Regions from separate parts of the Sus scrofa genome. Here all the other regions are linked to region 2. A link is a contact called in public HiChIP or PLAC-seq data. All regions are on one chromosome and are shown on one strand. Each heading gives the region's core, a stretch centred on a gene start, on an enhancer-like site or on the middle of the called end of the contact. The rest is flanking DNA. Distances are from core to core; before and after follow the strand shown.

Region 1 (4,991 bases), core at 549-3,048, 140 kb after region 2:
GGGTCTGATTTTACAATCCTGAATGATAACACATGGTTTTAGTAATAGTTACAATATTAGCAATGCTTTGTGCGGGGGTTTGGGAAAGTGATTGAGGTAAGAGTTAAAATGTAGTTATACTGCTAATTCTTTTTACAGCCAGATAACTTGCTTTCTTATGTCTAATTAGATGCAACAACAACAATTCCTTTTTCCTTATTTATTCTCTTAGGTCATAACTAATCTAGGAAATGACCACACCAGCCTCCTTTCCGATTGCTTCGCTGGAAACAAAAGAACATTTTATACCTGAACCTGCCATTACCAGTAAAGAGAATGAAGTAAAAATTAGCCATCCTTCACCTCTCTTGCCGGTATATAAAGCAATATTTTTTAAAGGTGGGAGGGGAGAAGTGCCGCGTTCAAATCATAAGGACTTATGCTCCCCCCTCCCCAGATTCACTCATCATCAACACCACCCACTGAATGGGGCTCCCGGTCCACGAAGGGCCCGCATCGCCTGGAAGCGGCAGAAAAGAGGCATCTCTTTTTTTTTCAGTCCGAAAATGATGACTACTGATGCTTTCAAGCGGCTAAGTGGGGCGGGTCGCCGGGCCCCGAGGGACTGGGCGGCGTCTCGGGTGCCCGCAGCCCGGGGCCGCGGGCGGTGCCGCAGCGCTCCCGGCCCCCCTCCCGCGGGGACACGCCGCGAGTCCTTACCCGCCAGTCCGCCGCCGCCGCCTCCATCGCCCGCGTGCCCCTTCCTCCGCTGCAGGATGAAGTAGGGGTTGGCTCTCTCGGTGATCCACAGCGCGTTGGCCAGCAGCACCTCCTCGGGGTTCACCCACATGTTCCCGGGCGCCGCGGGCGGCCGCACAATGGGGCGGCGGGTCGGGTCCGGCGCACACAGGCGCGCACTCCCAGGCACACGCGCGCCCGCCCGCCCGCCGGCTAAGGTGCCGCGGCAGAGAGCGGCTTCACCAGGGGGCTGCCCGCGGCGCCCGGGCCACAGCTAAGCTCCCGCGGGTGGCGGGGAGGACGGCGAGGACGCGGGCGCCGCGAGCAGCATCCTCTCCGCGGCGGCGCCGCCGCCTCCCGTGAGCCCGCGGCCGCAGACACCCAGGCCTTTCGCTCCGCAGCCCGCCTGGGGCCCACGGCGGCGGGAGGAGCGGGAGGAGGAGGAGGAAGAGGAGCGGGAGGAGGAGGAAGTGGTGTGGCTCAGTCCCGGGATCCCGCCCGGCGGCGGGCTGGGCTGCGGGCGACGCGAGCTGATTCGGCCCCGCGGGTCGGGCCGAGCTGATCTGGGGCGCGGCTGCTCCCGTAGCGCCCACCCACTGCCCGGGCCGCCTCCGTCTCTAGCCGGTCTAAGCCTTCGAGGTCCCCGCGCATTAACACTCCGCGTCGAAGCCGCTCGCACCCTCGGCGAAGCCCAGCTCCCTGCTGGAAGGACGCTCCGGACACTGCAAATGAATGACGACAGCGAGGCTCACTGCGAGCGAGCCCGAGTGACACCAGCTTCCGCGGACGCGAATCCTCCACCGGCCCTGCGAGCCGAGTGCGGCCGCCGCGTCTGGCTTTGCGGGAACCTTCTGGGAACCGGGTGGCAAGCACTCGGCCCCACGCCCATCCCAGCAGGGAGGACGCTGCCAGCCTCCGTGGGGGTGGAGGGGTGCGCGCGCGCTGCGTGTGTATGTGTGTTTATGGTTGACGCTCTGTAGGTTAGCGCCACCCCTCTTCCCAAGAAACGTGCTTCAAGGTTCCAGGCTGCGAGCTGGACCCGGGTCGGAAGTGGGCGCAGCCAATGGTTGTCGATGTTTTTGTTTCCTACATCCCTAGGGCAAGTCATGCGCTAAACTTGTCATCGCCTGTAACCCCTCCCCCTCTCCATTCCATTGTAATTAAAGTGGCCCAGCTAAGTGCATTACATCACTTCTTTCCTTGACCTGTAGGGCAGAAGCAATAGCGAAGTTGGAAGCAGCCCAAAAGCTTAGAGTAACTAATTCACACCACAGCTGTCCCTGTATGAGGCATTTGGCGCTTCGAGAACTGGACATGGCAGAATCCAAGGATTTATTCACACTTAATGGATGGATTTAAATTTTTTAAAAGAATCATTGAAATTAGAGACACACAAACCAGGCCATCTTTATCCCTAGACAGTTTTTCTTTCCCTTGTATTTCGAGTCTGTGGCCATCACAGACCATTCACCTACATATCCGATGACCTTTTTTTTCACTTCTTTTTTACACCCAGTAGATCTGCTGATAGCTGAGCAAAAAGGGGCTCCTCTTCCCAGATGATGGGAATTTACTAAACTCTGCTTTGTCTTGGACATAGGACAACCCCAGGGACCTCTCCCTTTCCAAAAGAGCAAAGCATTCAAATGAGACTTTCTTGTGTGGACTTCGCATTTATTACTTAGCTCTCTCTTGGATTGCTGACTTCCTTCAAATAGTCCAGTGAGCACCTGCCAGCTATTTTAATGAAGATGTCCCTGCACATGTTGGTTTCCTACCTAGTGGGCTCTTGAGAAATGCAAGTCTCCCTTTACATTATCATATTCGTTGACCTCCTGCCTCTTTAGGAAATAGTTTAGATTTCCAGACATTTGTGGTCATTTCACATTTTTTAACACAGACTCAAAAACATCTTTTGGTCAAGGTACAGTGCCTGCATTCACAAAATTTATTGTAAATTTTAAGAAATAAAAATACTGCAAACTGTATGTATGTAAAGTTGTATTAAATCTATATAGAATTCTAATATTTTGATGTGCTTCCATTGATATTCTTTTATTTTATATAATTAACATTAAAAAAAACTTGCTAAGTGCCCTTGTACTGTCTTTTGGGGTGTTCTTACAGTGCTCAAAGCTGTGTCTTGACCTCTCTACTCTACCCCTAAAGTGTGATTTTTTTTTTTTTTTTTTTTTTTGTCCAGCCCAAAGCTCTCTGGCCAGGGATCAAACCTGTGCCACAGCTGTAACCAGAGCCACAGCACTGATAACACTGGATCCTTAACCCACTGAGTCACGAGGAAACTTTGTTAAAGTATGATCTTAGCTTAACACTCTGTATCTCTTGGTGCCAAAAATCTTATTTACTTATGTAATTCATGTGTTCATTCACTCAACGTGTAATTATTGAATGCGTGCACTCTAGGCCTTTGGGATAAGTAAACAAAACACACAAAAATCTCTACCTTCTTGAAGATTAAGATGTAAAAATAGTGGTAAAAACCAAAACAAACTTAAAAAAACGTGTTGAGAACAAGATTGGACACAAAGAGGAGAGAAGAAAAAAAAATTAAGTCCTTAGCTATATTCTGGTTTTGTTTTTTGGTTTTTTGTTTTTTTTAGGGCCTCACCTGCAGCAGATGGAAGTTTCCAGGCTGGGGGTCTTATTGGAGGTAGCTGCCAGCCTACACCACAGCCACCGCAACAAGGGATCAGGTGGTTTGATCTGTGGGATTGTCTCAAACCACTTAAAGAGGCATTCAACAGATAAATAAAATAGGCTTAAAGACATCATAATCTTTGTCACCTGAGATTTCCCACCCATCAATGGAAAAATTCAACTCCAATAGGACTTTGATGGCCCCACTTTGCAGCAGTTAGTTGTTTGCTACTTAGTGGGCGGATCTGATTGAAACAAGATTGTGAGGGTAGTAAATTTGGCACCTCACCCCCATTCCCATTTGTGCTGGCCTTTCCTGCTTTTTTACCTCCGCAATGGTATAGTTCCCTCCCTCTCCTCACCCACTCCCAGTAATTACTTTGTCTCCGAGGAACTTGCCCATCCTTGGAAATAGGAAATAGAGTCTTAAGAACTTTATTTCAGCCCAACCTCACCTCTCTCCCCTCTCCCCACCCCCCAACTGCAGTGCCCACTCCATGACCACCCAGTTCTCCTGGAAGTAAGGGCATGGAGACTGCAGAATACTAGTCTCAGTACCATTCCATCATTCAGAAGCCCCAGGAGAGGTAAGGCCAGTAGAAAATTCAATTCTACTTTCAGCAGAAAGAAAATTTACCCAGCAAATCAATAAAACCCTTAAGAAGACCAGTAGAGGAGTTCCTGTCGTGGCACCGTGGAAATGAATCCGACTAGGAACCATGAGGTTGGGGGTTCAATCCCTGGCCTCTCTCAGTGGGTTAAGGATCCAGTGTTGCCATGAGCTGTGGTGTAGGTCGCAGACATGGCTCGGATCCTGCATTGCTGTGGCTGTGGTGTAGGCCAGCAGCTGTAGCTCCGAGTAGACCCCTAGCCTGGAAACCTCCATATGTGGTGGGTGCGGCCCTAGAAAAGGCAAAAAGACAAAAAAAAAAAAAAGAAGAAGAAGACCAGTAGAAAACTCAGTTCTAATTTCAGCAGGAAGAAAATTCACACGGCATATGAATAAAACCCTTAAGAAGCCAAATCCTTCCCTTGCCACCTGAAGGTGACATATCAACAAGGACCCCCCCTTTTTTTTAATGCCCAGAACTTCCCAGCTGAAACTGGAAGGGCAGTAGTTCTAGGAGGATAGTTAGAATTTCTTGCATCTAGTAAGGAAGAAGAGGGTGACCAGTTGGGATAGGGAAGAGTAATATTGTTTCAAAGATCCCGTCATGGCGCAGCGGAAACAAATCCCACTAGGAATCATGAGGTTGCGGTTCGATCCCTGGCCTCGCTCAGTGGATTAAGGATCCAGCATTGCATGAGCTGTGGTGTAGGTCGAAGACGCAGCTCGGATCTGGCATTGCTGTGGCTCTGGCGGGGGCTCATGGCTACAGCTCCAATTGGACCCCTAGCCTGGGAACCTCCGTATGCCTCGGGTCCAGCCCTAAAAACGACAAAATAAATTAATTAATTAAATAAACAAAGATCCAAGACCCAAGCCTTCGCAGTGACTTTGATATCTGATGTAGCGAACTTCCCAGTGGATCTGAGTTGCTAGTCCAACTGGAAAAACTTGATCAGCTAGTCACCACAACCATCTTACTCAGCAAGTAATGGAGGTAATTGATGAT
Region 2 (4,979 bases), core at 203-2,702:
CTTGCCAATTTGCTTTGCCTTTCTGAATCTTTTTATGTACAACGAAAAATATCCATTGAGTTGATCTTTAAGTTTCTTTCAAGATCTGAGTCTGTGTTTTATTATTATAGTACATATCCAGATTTCATTACCAAGTTGATTGTTGGTTGCTTCTATGGGGCAGGGATGGTGGCTTATACACCCTTTACATGTCTAGTGTTTACAACTAGCACCTTTTAAAAAATGTTGGTTGAGGTGTGGAAAAGTGTGCACTGCTATTTTGTTAAAATTTATGTTAAATAGGAGATGGAGGTAATGTAACAGGGGATGTAATATATATTTATAATTTTACTTGCCAGAATGTCCCTGGAGGTATAAAGAAACTAATACTGGTTCCTTTTGAGCATGGGGGCTGAAGGACCAGGAGTTGTGCATGACAGTGAAAGTTGTTTTTCAATATGTTTGTCTTTTTACTTACGTTTTAATTCTCCCCTTGGTCTTTCTCCTCCAGCCACCCTACCCTTCTTGCTATTCCTCCAACTTATGAAGTATGCTCCTGATTCAAGGCCTTTGCACTTGCCATTCTAGTGTCTGAAATACTCTCTAGCGTCTGGAATATTCTCCCTTCACATACTCCTTTACTTCATTCCAAACACTGCTCAAATATCCCCTTAACACCGATACCCCTCTGACTCCCCTGTATGTAAAACTCTTCCTCTCTTCCCTAATATACCCCTTACTATAGTGCCATTTAACATACTAAATATTTTCATTTATTGACTGTATGACTCCCTTTTGCAACACTGCCTGGTGCATAACAATCAACACATACTTGTTGAATTAATGAATGTACTGTTTGAGGTTCGATTTTTCTAAAAAATCATGTGCATAAATTACCGTAAATTATTTTTTTCCAGAAAAAAACAACTAGTTAAGGAATGAATGTTCGCTGAATCAGCTATTAGCTTTTTATTATTGTAGGACAAAGTCCAAACTTTTTACTCAACGTACAGGGCTCTCTATCTGCCACGGGCAAGTCATTCAACGTAAATTCCGTTTTCTCATTCTTGAAGTGGGACTGTTACTAATTAAACCACAGAATTAAGATTAAATATAGGTGAAAGCGCTTCTGTACCCTTGGCGCTATTAAAACTATACAAAGCACATCGCTTCTCCGGTGCCTGGAATCTAGGAGGAGTACACGGTTTCAACTTACGCAAAAGACCTTAAGTTCAAAGCGAGAAAAGTCTACGAAGCCGCCGCACCAAAGACCAATCTTCGGCGTGGGGTGTGCCTCGAGGGAGCGGTTGCCAGGGCAACCGTCGGGCGTTCCTGGAATCCGAGTACGCGCGACGCGGCAGCTCCGAGCGACGTCCTTTCAGAGATAGCGATTGGTGGACCTCGGGCCTATCGGCGAGCAGGTGGGGCGGGACGGGGGCGAGCAGAGTCCCGGGGAAGGCGTTCCCGCTGCCTGGCTCCCGACTTCCGGGTCGCGGTGCTTGCAGGGAGCGGACCGCGGGTAGCGTCGTTTCCGTTGCCGGCAGTTTGCAGTTGGGGAAACCGAGGCAGCTCCAGCTCCCCCTAGTTCTTCCGCTCTCGTGAGGTGGCTGCTGTTTCTTTTCCTCTTGCCCGGCGCCGTTTGGGTGCTGCTGAGCTGAGGGCGCGCGAACCCCGCGGTGTCCTACGGAAAGTCCGCGCAGGGCGCCAGGGCCGGCGCGGCTTTGTGCTAGCGGTTCCCTCCCACCCTTGGGCTGGGCGCGAGCTGGGCTTGGCCAGGCTCCAGAAGGGGGGCTCGGCGCAAGCGGCTCCCCGAGGGCTGGCGAGCTGGCGTTTCCTCCGCTTGGCATTTCGGCTTCTTTTGTCCTGATGAGCGAGGAACAGATGGATTCATTTTAAAGTCACAGTTCAGCCCATTTTTGATTGCACTGATTTTGCACTGATCTGCGGGAATCTCGAATTTGACACTCCCTCGGGAAATGGAGTGATATATTTGTGAGTTTAAGGCAGGAAGGAGATGAGCATTTTTGAGTAATTACTCCTGACTTGCATTTCCCCGACCCCGCTTCATTTAGGAATTGAAGATTTTTCTTATGGGATAAAGATTCTGTCTTATCGAGGGTGTCGTTTATTACTCTTCTTATTATTTCTGCCCTTCACTTGTTGAATGGAATATCGACCATTAGCCAGGGTGTGATTCTTACTCCGAGTTCAACTTGTGTACTTCAGTTTGTAAGCCATATGTAGTGTTCTTATTTGCTGGGATCACCTGCCTGTGCGACAGATGTTACTGGAATTATTCACAGGGTTTAAGAAGACTTATTCCTTATACGAACAATTCTGATATATGGTATATTTGATTTCACTGTTGCTTAGCTGGGGTCGTTTTGTTCTTAAGCAGTTGAGCCCTGTTCTCAAAAAATAAGAAACTAAAATAGAGAACTGAGAGCGTGAATCTAATTAAGTAATTTGACTTTCACAATTGTTTAAAAGTGGTAAGTTGGCCATTTGACCAGCCATCATTTAATTAATCTAAATGTTATGTCCTACACCTGTCATTGTTTTCTTAGATGCTTAAACACTACTACTAAAATAGACATAATGAAATAACTATATTAGTGTAATTTGGAATTGATGAGTTGGATAAACTGTGATTTTTTTCCCCTTTTAAAAAATCCAATTTAAAGCTATTAAACCTGTCCTGTATTTCCTTCTTCAGGGAAAAAAAAAAAATGTTTATTTCTTTGTGGGAGTTCTTCTATGGGCACTTTTTCCGATTTTGGATGAAATGGCTCTTAAGACAGATGACTGGAAAATGTGAATTGCAGCGAATTTTTGATACCTATGCAGGTGCACAGAGGACACACAGAATAGGTAATGTTCAAAAAAGAATAATTGAAAACGAATAAAATTTTAACTTAATGTTCTCAGTGCTTACAGTGACAGATGTACTCATGTATCATGGTCAAGTCACTTAATCTCAGTTTCATAATCTTTGAAATCTAGCTTTGAAGTCTTCCAGCTCTAAAAGTGATTTTCTAGAAAAAAGAAACTCGTTATTACTTAATTCTGCATCTGTGCAAAGAGTAATCTTCTCTAGCTCCTGAAATTCATCAGTTGTATATTAGATTATACTACTACTTTCTAGAGGAAACTCGCTACTTCTGTAAGCCCTTTGAAATTTTCACTCAAGGGAAAGGAGTCCGTTTTTCATATTCAGCATTCTTCATCAATCTTTTGATCTCATGTAATTCATGAAAACAGTACTACTAAAAATCTGCACTGTCCTGTACAGTAGCCACTGGCCACATGTGGCTGTTTATAATACTTCAAATGTGATGAGTCTAAATTGAGATGTGCAGAAGTATAAAATATACACTGGATTTCAAAGACTATATGAAAAAAATAAAAGTGATCTTATTAATTGTTTATATTTATTGTATGTTGAAATGATAATGTTTGGCTCTCGGATTAAAATATATTAATTTTATCTGTTTCTTTTAGTCTAATGTGGCTACTAGAAAATGTTATAGTACATATGTGGCTCACATTTTGGCTCACATTATATTTCTTTTGAGCAGTGCTGCTCTAGTATGTGCTAAAATTGATGAGCTTTCCATACTTAATTGAAAATATTTTTTTAAATTAGAACACAGAAGAATGGAGTTCCCATTGTAGCTCCAGTGGTTAACGAATCTGACTAGGAACGATGAGGTTGCGGGTTCGATCCCTGGCCTTACTCAGTGGGTTGAGGATCTGGCGTTGCCATGAGCTGTGGTGTAGGTCACAGACAAGGCTTGGATTCCCACGTGGCTGTGGCTCTGGCATAGGCCAGCTACTATAGCTCCAATTAGACCCCTAGCCTGGGAACCTTCATATGCTGTGAGTAGGGTCCTGGAAAAAAAGACAAAAAATTTTTAAAAAAAGTTTAAAGATTAGCATAGAAGCTAAAAAAAAAAAAAAAAAAATAGAAGAATGAGAAACATAATCAAAGTCATTTCTCTTTAACCAGAGTAAGGAAAGGAAGACCAGGGATTGGCTGCAGTTCATGTTCACTATGTTAAATGGAAAAATCATGACTTAACAGAAACTCCTTTGTGTTGAACAAGCGTGCTTGAAGTAAGAAATCCACTCCTGTAAGATGTGAGGAGCGGGTGTTGGTATCCATGACAGCAGGGGAAGAACGACAGACGCAAGGAGAGAGTAAATCTCAGGGCAACTCGTACTTCCCTAGCTTTTTCACAGTTTGTGGCTGACTTACATTATTGCCTGCTCTTTTGATTTGCTCTGTTGACTGCTCTGAGAGTAACGAAGTACCTCTTGATAAGAACTCTTAGCAGTATCTGTTGGGGAAAAACCTGTTAAGGCTTTATTTTGTGGCAAGAGCATTTTTTCTTTAATTTTTCAACTTGCTAAGAAAAGGAGACCCTTTATAGTTTGCCAGACAAATTTGTAAATCAACCAGTAAAAAAATGTTCTTGTCATTCTTGAAGCAGAAAATGAGAACAGAAAAGCTGTTTTGCTCTTTTTCTGGCTAGAGAGTGGTTATCCAGATAATCTAGTCTTCCTTTTTGCTTCTTTGTTGTAGGCTTCATTTGCTAGCTCAAGTACAAACTTTGTAAGGCTAACACATGAAGAAAAGTAAATATAGTGCACTCTCACTGTATTCTTAAGATGAGTTTCTGGAACCAGCTTATTCTGAGGCAGCCATAGATGAATTTGCAGTGGTTAGTAGACACTTGGGGGTCTTCCCAGGAACAGATGATTATGGAGAAATTAGGTTGGTCTCACCACTTTAGCTCTGGTGTATTGTGTTGGGTTGAGGACTTTGGAATCACACTGTAAGGGACAGTTTTTAAATTTTTGCTATGTCATTCATGTAGAAGTTATATCTTCTAGAACTATGAAAGTAACTTATTACTTGCCTGATGTTTAAAATATTTGTTTATGGAGTAATTCATAAAAAGCATTTAAGTAATATTCTTTTTTTTTTTTTCCATTTC
Region 3 (4,643 bases), core at 1,699-4,198, 200 kb after region 2:
TTTGCCTTTTCTTGAGCCTCTCTCGCGGCATATGGAGGTTCCCAGGCTAGGGGTCGAATCGGAGCTGTAGCCCCTGGCCTACGCCAGAGCCATAGCAACGCGGGATCCGAGCCTCGTCTGCGACCCACACCACAGCTCATGGCAACACTGGATCCTTAACCCACTGAGCAAGGCCAGGGATCGAACCCACAACCTCATGGTTCTTAGTAGAATTCGTTAACCACTGCGCCACGATGGGAACTCCAGCTTGGTAATTCTTTACTATCTGGTCAGTTCTTTCGTTTTTTAAAGGTGTATTATATACATATCATCCCTATTTATTTCTACTTTATCCTGTTTAAAAAAGAGAATGGGATGGGCTTTGTTAAGTGAGTAAGTGTCATAGAACCTACACACTGTGGGCAAAGATATTATATTTTATTTTTCATCTCTCTGGCTTCTTTTCTTCTGAGGTCAGCAGGAATGGGTTTTCATCTCATTAGAGGTAGTAAATTCTGAAATCTAAGAGTTGTTTTTCTAAGACTGTGTGTGGGATATGGGATAAATGAATAATTAATAGATATCGTCATTCTGTCATTCTTTTGTGTCCTTGAGATTCAGAATTCTCATTATAGAATAAAGATGCATACAGATGAAACAGACACATTTAAAAGCTTTGCAGTACTAGACTTGAAGTAGAAGTAGCAGGATAAACTCAGGAGGTTTTAAAAAATTGTAGGTATCACTGAAGAGGCATAGAAACAATAACCAAGCTAGGAGCAATGAGTATGATGAATGCTTAGTGGCCTATTATTTCTTAGACCTATAGCTAATTCCATCTTTGGAGCAGGAAATGTACAAGAAGATTCTGGAACATTTCTTTATGTCAGAGAGTGAGAAAGCTCTTGAAGGATAGTAGTGTAGGAAGGACTTTGGACTCAACTCAAAGAGACTCCCATTGGCCAAAGATAGGACAACTTGAGCTTCTCACAGCAAAGTCTAAGCTAAAGAGTTATCCCAATTGGTGTAGCCCAGCTTAGCAGCGTCCTGCATGGAGCATGGCTTTCTCTGGTGTCTATTATAGATTTCGCTCTTTAGGACTTTGCTTTGCTAAGGGAAGAGATGAGCTGAGTCTAGAGCTGCCTTTTCCAAGTCCCTTGTTTAGTAAGAATACATTATCTCACCTGAATTAATACTTTTTGTCTGCTCCTCATCAATGCTGGCATCCTGGAAAATGGTTCTTTATAAAATATGCCCCTTTAATGACCAGTCTCAAAGTTTTTGTTTTACGTGATTTAATCTTATCCTTTTCTATAATTTTCCCTATATTTTGCAGCTAATATTTAAATGTCTCATTTATACTATTTTCCCCAAATCTCCCAAATAGCCTGGTGTACAGTAATCACATATTCCTAATTCTAATTCCTGGGTGAAATTGTTTATTTTTTTTTTCTTTTTGGATGAAAAGGATAAAACAGGTAGGTGGGGAGCAGGTTGATCCTTCAGTCATTTATTGTGCAAATACATATAGCCAGCCTGCTCTGAGCCAGGTCCTGTGCTGGGCACGGGGATACACGGAGAATAAAAACATGAACCTTAATCCCAAGGTATGCGCCGTCTAGAGAGGAAAATCAATACTCATCTAACAATCACATGAGTGAATTATTCATGCCGAGCATTGTCTCATACTATGTTGAGCACACACAGGTGACCTGTCATTAGAGCTATGAAAGCAAAGTACAGGGTGCTCTGTAAGCTTTTAGCAAAAAAGGCTGCCTAACCTAGAGCTGAGAGATGCTTCCTCCATGGGAAAGCGGCTGAGCCAAGATCCCAAGGAGCACAGACTGAACTAGAAGAAGGGGAGTGGGGCTGGAACACTTGGAGTGAGTGGGGAGTGGTATGAGATAATTTTGAGATGCCAGAGCCTGCAGGACTTAGGAGGTCAAGTTAAGGATTCCGTTTCATTTTTTTGTTTTTGTTTTTGCTTTTCTTTTAGGGCTGCAGGTGTGGCATAGGGAAGTTCCCAGGCTAGGGGGTCGAATTGAAGCTACGGCTGCCGGCCTATGCCACAGCCACAGCAACATGGGATACGAGCCCCATTTGTGACCTACACCACAGCTCTCGGCACCACTGGATCCTTAACCCAGTGAGTGAGGGCAGGGAGGAATCCAAGTCTTCATGGATACTAGTTGGGTTCATTTCTGCTGAGCCACAATAGGAACTCCAAGTTAAGGATTCTGTACTGTACTTGGACTTAGTAGAAATGGGAGGACATTAGAAGATTTTAATTGTGTGTGTATGTGTGTTTGTGTGTGTGTGTTTATATAGAGGCTGATCTTGGTGCTGTGCTTTTTTTTGTCTATTCCAGAGGCATGCGGAAATTTCCAGGCCAGGGATCGAAACGGAGCCACAGCAGTAACCTAAGCCATGGCAGTAACAACATTGAGTCCTTAACTGTCAGGCCACCAGGGAACTCCTTTCGGATGTGCTTAAGCTAAACGATTAAATGCATGCGCTGTCTTGTGAAATGCTTCATGGAATAAGATATTTGTGGCCAATCAGTGAATACATGATACTCTAAGCACGTTTCTTCCATGTGACTTTGCAGCAACATAAGTCTGGCCAGGGAGAGGGCATTTCTAGTTTTGTCAGTTCTAACCTGCTTCTCAGTGGGGGAGACAAATTTTCAGTAATACATAAACCTAAGTGTTCTGTCTTCTGGTTTAGTCCAATACACATTCTTTCTTCTCTAATACACCCTCTACCTCAGCCATGTTGGTTGGTGGCATCTGTCCCCCTTCTTACAAGGGTTACTGGTACAAGGGTTACTGGACAAGATTTCGGAATAGTTATTCTTTCTCAAAATTACCCTGCAAACTCTGTTTCCAGCGAAGCCACACACCTCTGTTCTCCAATGCCAGGGCCCCTCTTCCATTCAATGGTCAACTGAGCCCCCTACTGGGAGAAACAGTGCAACTACACAAATACCATCAGAAGGCAAGTGCTCACTATCACTGGTGCATTACCATCCAATGCTAACTGTCTTTCCTGTGCACCGGCTAAGAAACCTACTTTTTACACTAGTTTGAAGTCCTTTGCAGTCACTCAGACATATAATTACAAATAATTAGCTTTTCATTCTGTGCATTTCCCAATGATTCTGAAGAGTCATTGTAACAGTTAATACCAAATAGATTTATGGTCTTGAAAAATCTGGAACTGATGTTAAGAAAGAATTCGATCCAGTATCCTGCTTCAAGAACTTCTAACCTATTCATGATGCTGAGTTATCTATTCTATTCCCAATATTTCCAAGGAAGTGACATCACAAGAGCATAAAAAAACAATTTCTCTGTTTCTAGCAATTCTTTGGGTTCACAGAATTGATAAATATCTCTTTTAAAATTTATTTTAGAATACTTTTAGACTTCTGGAAACATTACAAAGATAGTACAGAGCATTCCTGTTGTCTCTCACCTTATTTTCCCTCTTAATATCTGATATTACCCTGGTACATTTGTTGCAATTAAGGGATCATCGCTGGTACATTCCTGGGAACTAAACTCCAGCTGTTTTCCAGATTTCACTCATTTTCCCTTAATATCCTTTTTCTGTCCCAGTATCCCATCTCCAATACCACATTACACTTCATCTTCTTGTCTCCTTAGACTCCTCTGATTTCTGAGAGTTTGTATAACTTAGATTTTGATAGTCTTGACCACTTCGAGAATACCAGTCATTGATTTGGAAGAATGTCCCTTTGCATGGACTTGCCTGGGTTTTTTTTATTTTGTTTTTTAATTTTCCTTTTTTGTGTGTGTGTGTGTGTGACCGTGGCATGCAGAACTTGATGTGGGATCTTAGTTTCCAGACGAGGGATTAAACCCAGGCTGTGGTGGTGAAAGTGCAAGTCCTAACCACCAGACTACCAGGAAACTCTCTTAATTATAATTTTATTATTTATTGTTTGGGTCTATTTCCTTTATATATTCACTTGACAACCTTTACCTTAATATCTCTAATTTTTCTCTTATTTTCAGTGTGCATTGCTGCTGTAAGATGAGGCTTGCTAATAATATCACCTAACATCTGCAATATTGGTTCTATTCTAAATCTTAGCTATTTGAAAATTTTATCCCAAACACAGGGACGATACTCTAAACCTTCCCTACTATATATATTTTTTTAATTTAATTTTTTTCTTTTTTTGGCCACACCCATGGCATCTGGAAGTTCTGGGTCAGAGATCAAATCCAAGCCCCACCACAGAGACAATACTGTCTCCTTAACTCGTTGTACCACAGCAGGCACTCCCAAACCTTCCCTACTTTTTTATTAAAAAATTTTTTTTTGGTCTTTGTCTTTTTAGGGCTGCACCTGCAGCATATGGAAGTTCCCAGGTTAGGGGTCGAATCAGAGCTGTAGCTGCCAGCCTACACCACAGCCATGGCAACACTGGATCCTTAACCCACTGAGCGAGGCCAGGGATTGAACCCTCGTCCTCGTGGATACTAGTTGGGTTCTGAGCCACGATGGGAACTCTTTTTTTTTTTTTCCATTTGTTTCCAGTGTATTTGTCGTCTCGATGAAGCATTTTTATGATAGCAGCTTTAAAATCTTTGTCAGATAATGCTGACATCTCTGTCAGCTCAGTCTTAAGCCTG

Evidence for each region. HiChIP or PLAC-seq counts read pairs in DNA pulled down with a chosen protein or histone mark.
Region 1: an H3K27ac HiChIP or PLAC-seq map of alveolar macrophages shows a contact between it and region 2. The contact joins the promoter of TBC1D9 here to the promoter of ELMOD2 in region 2. A contact is called at or near these places in 2 of 47 Hi-C or Micro-C datasets (fetal heart ventricle and heart right ventricle) and 2 of 2 datasets of contacts at active chromatin or transcription factors (alveolar macrophages and skeletal muscle).
Region 3: a contact with region 2 is called in an H3K27ac HiChIP or PLAC-seq map of alveolar macrophages. The contact joins the enhancer-like site here to the promoter of ELMOD2 in region 2. A contact is called at or near these places in 18 of 47 Hi-C or Micro-C datasets (alveolar macrophages, blood, embryonic fibroblasts and 11 more) and 2 of 2 datasets of contacts at active chromatin or transcription factors (alveolar macrophages and skeletal muscle).

Annotation. Positions count from the first base shown.
Region 1 is chr8:86,399,552-86,404,542 of Sscrofa11.1, reverse strand. TBC1D9 (TBC1 domain family member 9) reads right to left here and starts at 1,798. Exons shown (of 21, transcript XM_021101555.1): 1 at 700-1,798. The coding sequence starts at 829.
Region 2 is chr8:86,543,125-86,548,103 of Sscrofa11.1, reverse strand. ELMOD2 (ELMO domain-containing protein 2) reads left to right here and starts at 1,452. Exons shown (of 9, transcript XM_021101556.1): 1 at 1,452-1,582; 2 at 2,696-2,850. The coding sequence starts at 2,709.
Region 3 is chr8:86,342,721-86,347,363 of Sscrofa11.1, reverse strand. No RefSeq gene overlaps it. Among named protein-coding and RNA genes, the nearest start is that of TBC1D9, 58 kb to the left of the region's middle. Within about 2 kb of position 2,948, at least 2 of the 83 cell types and tissues checked have an H3K27ac peak or open chromatin away from gene starts, as enhancers often do. A contact at or near this core is called in alveolar macrophages, where this site is marked.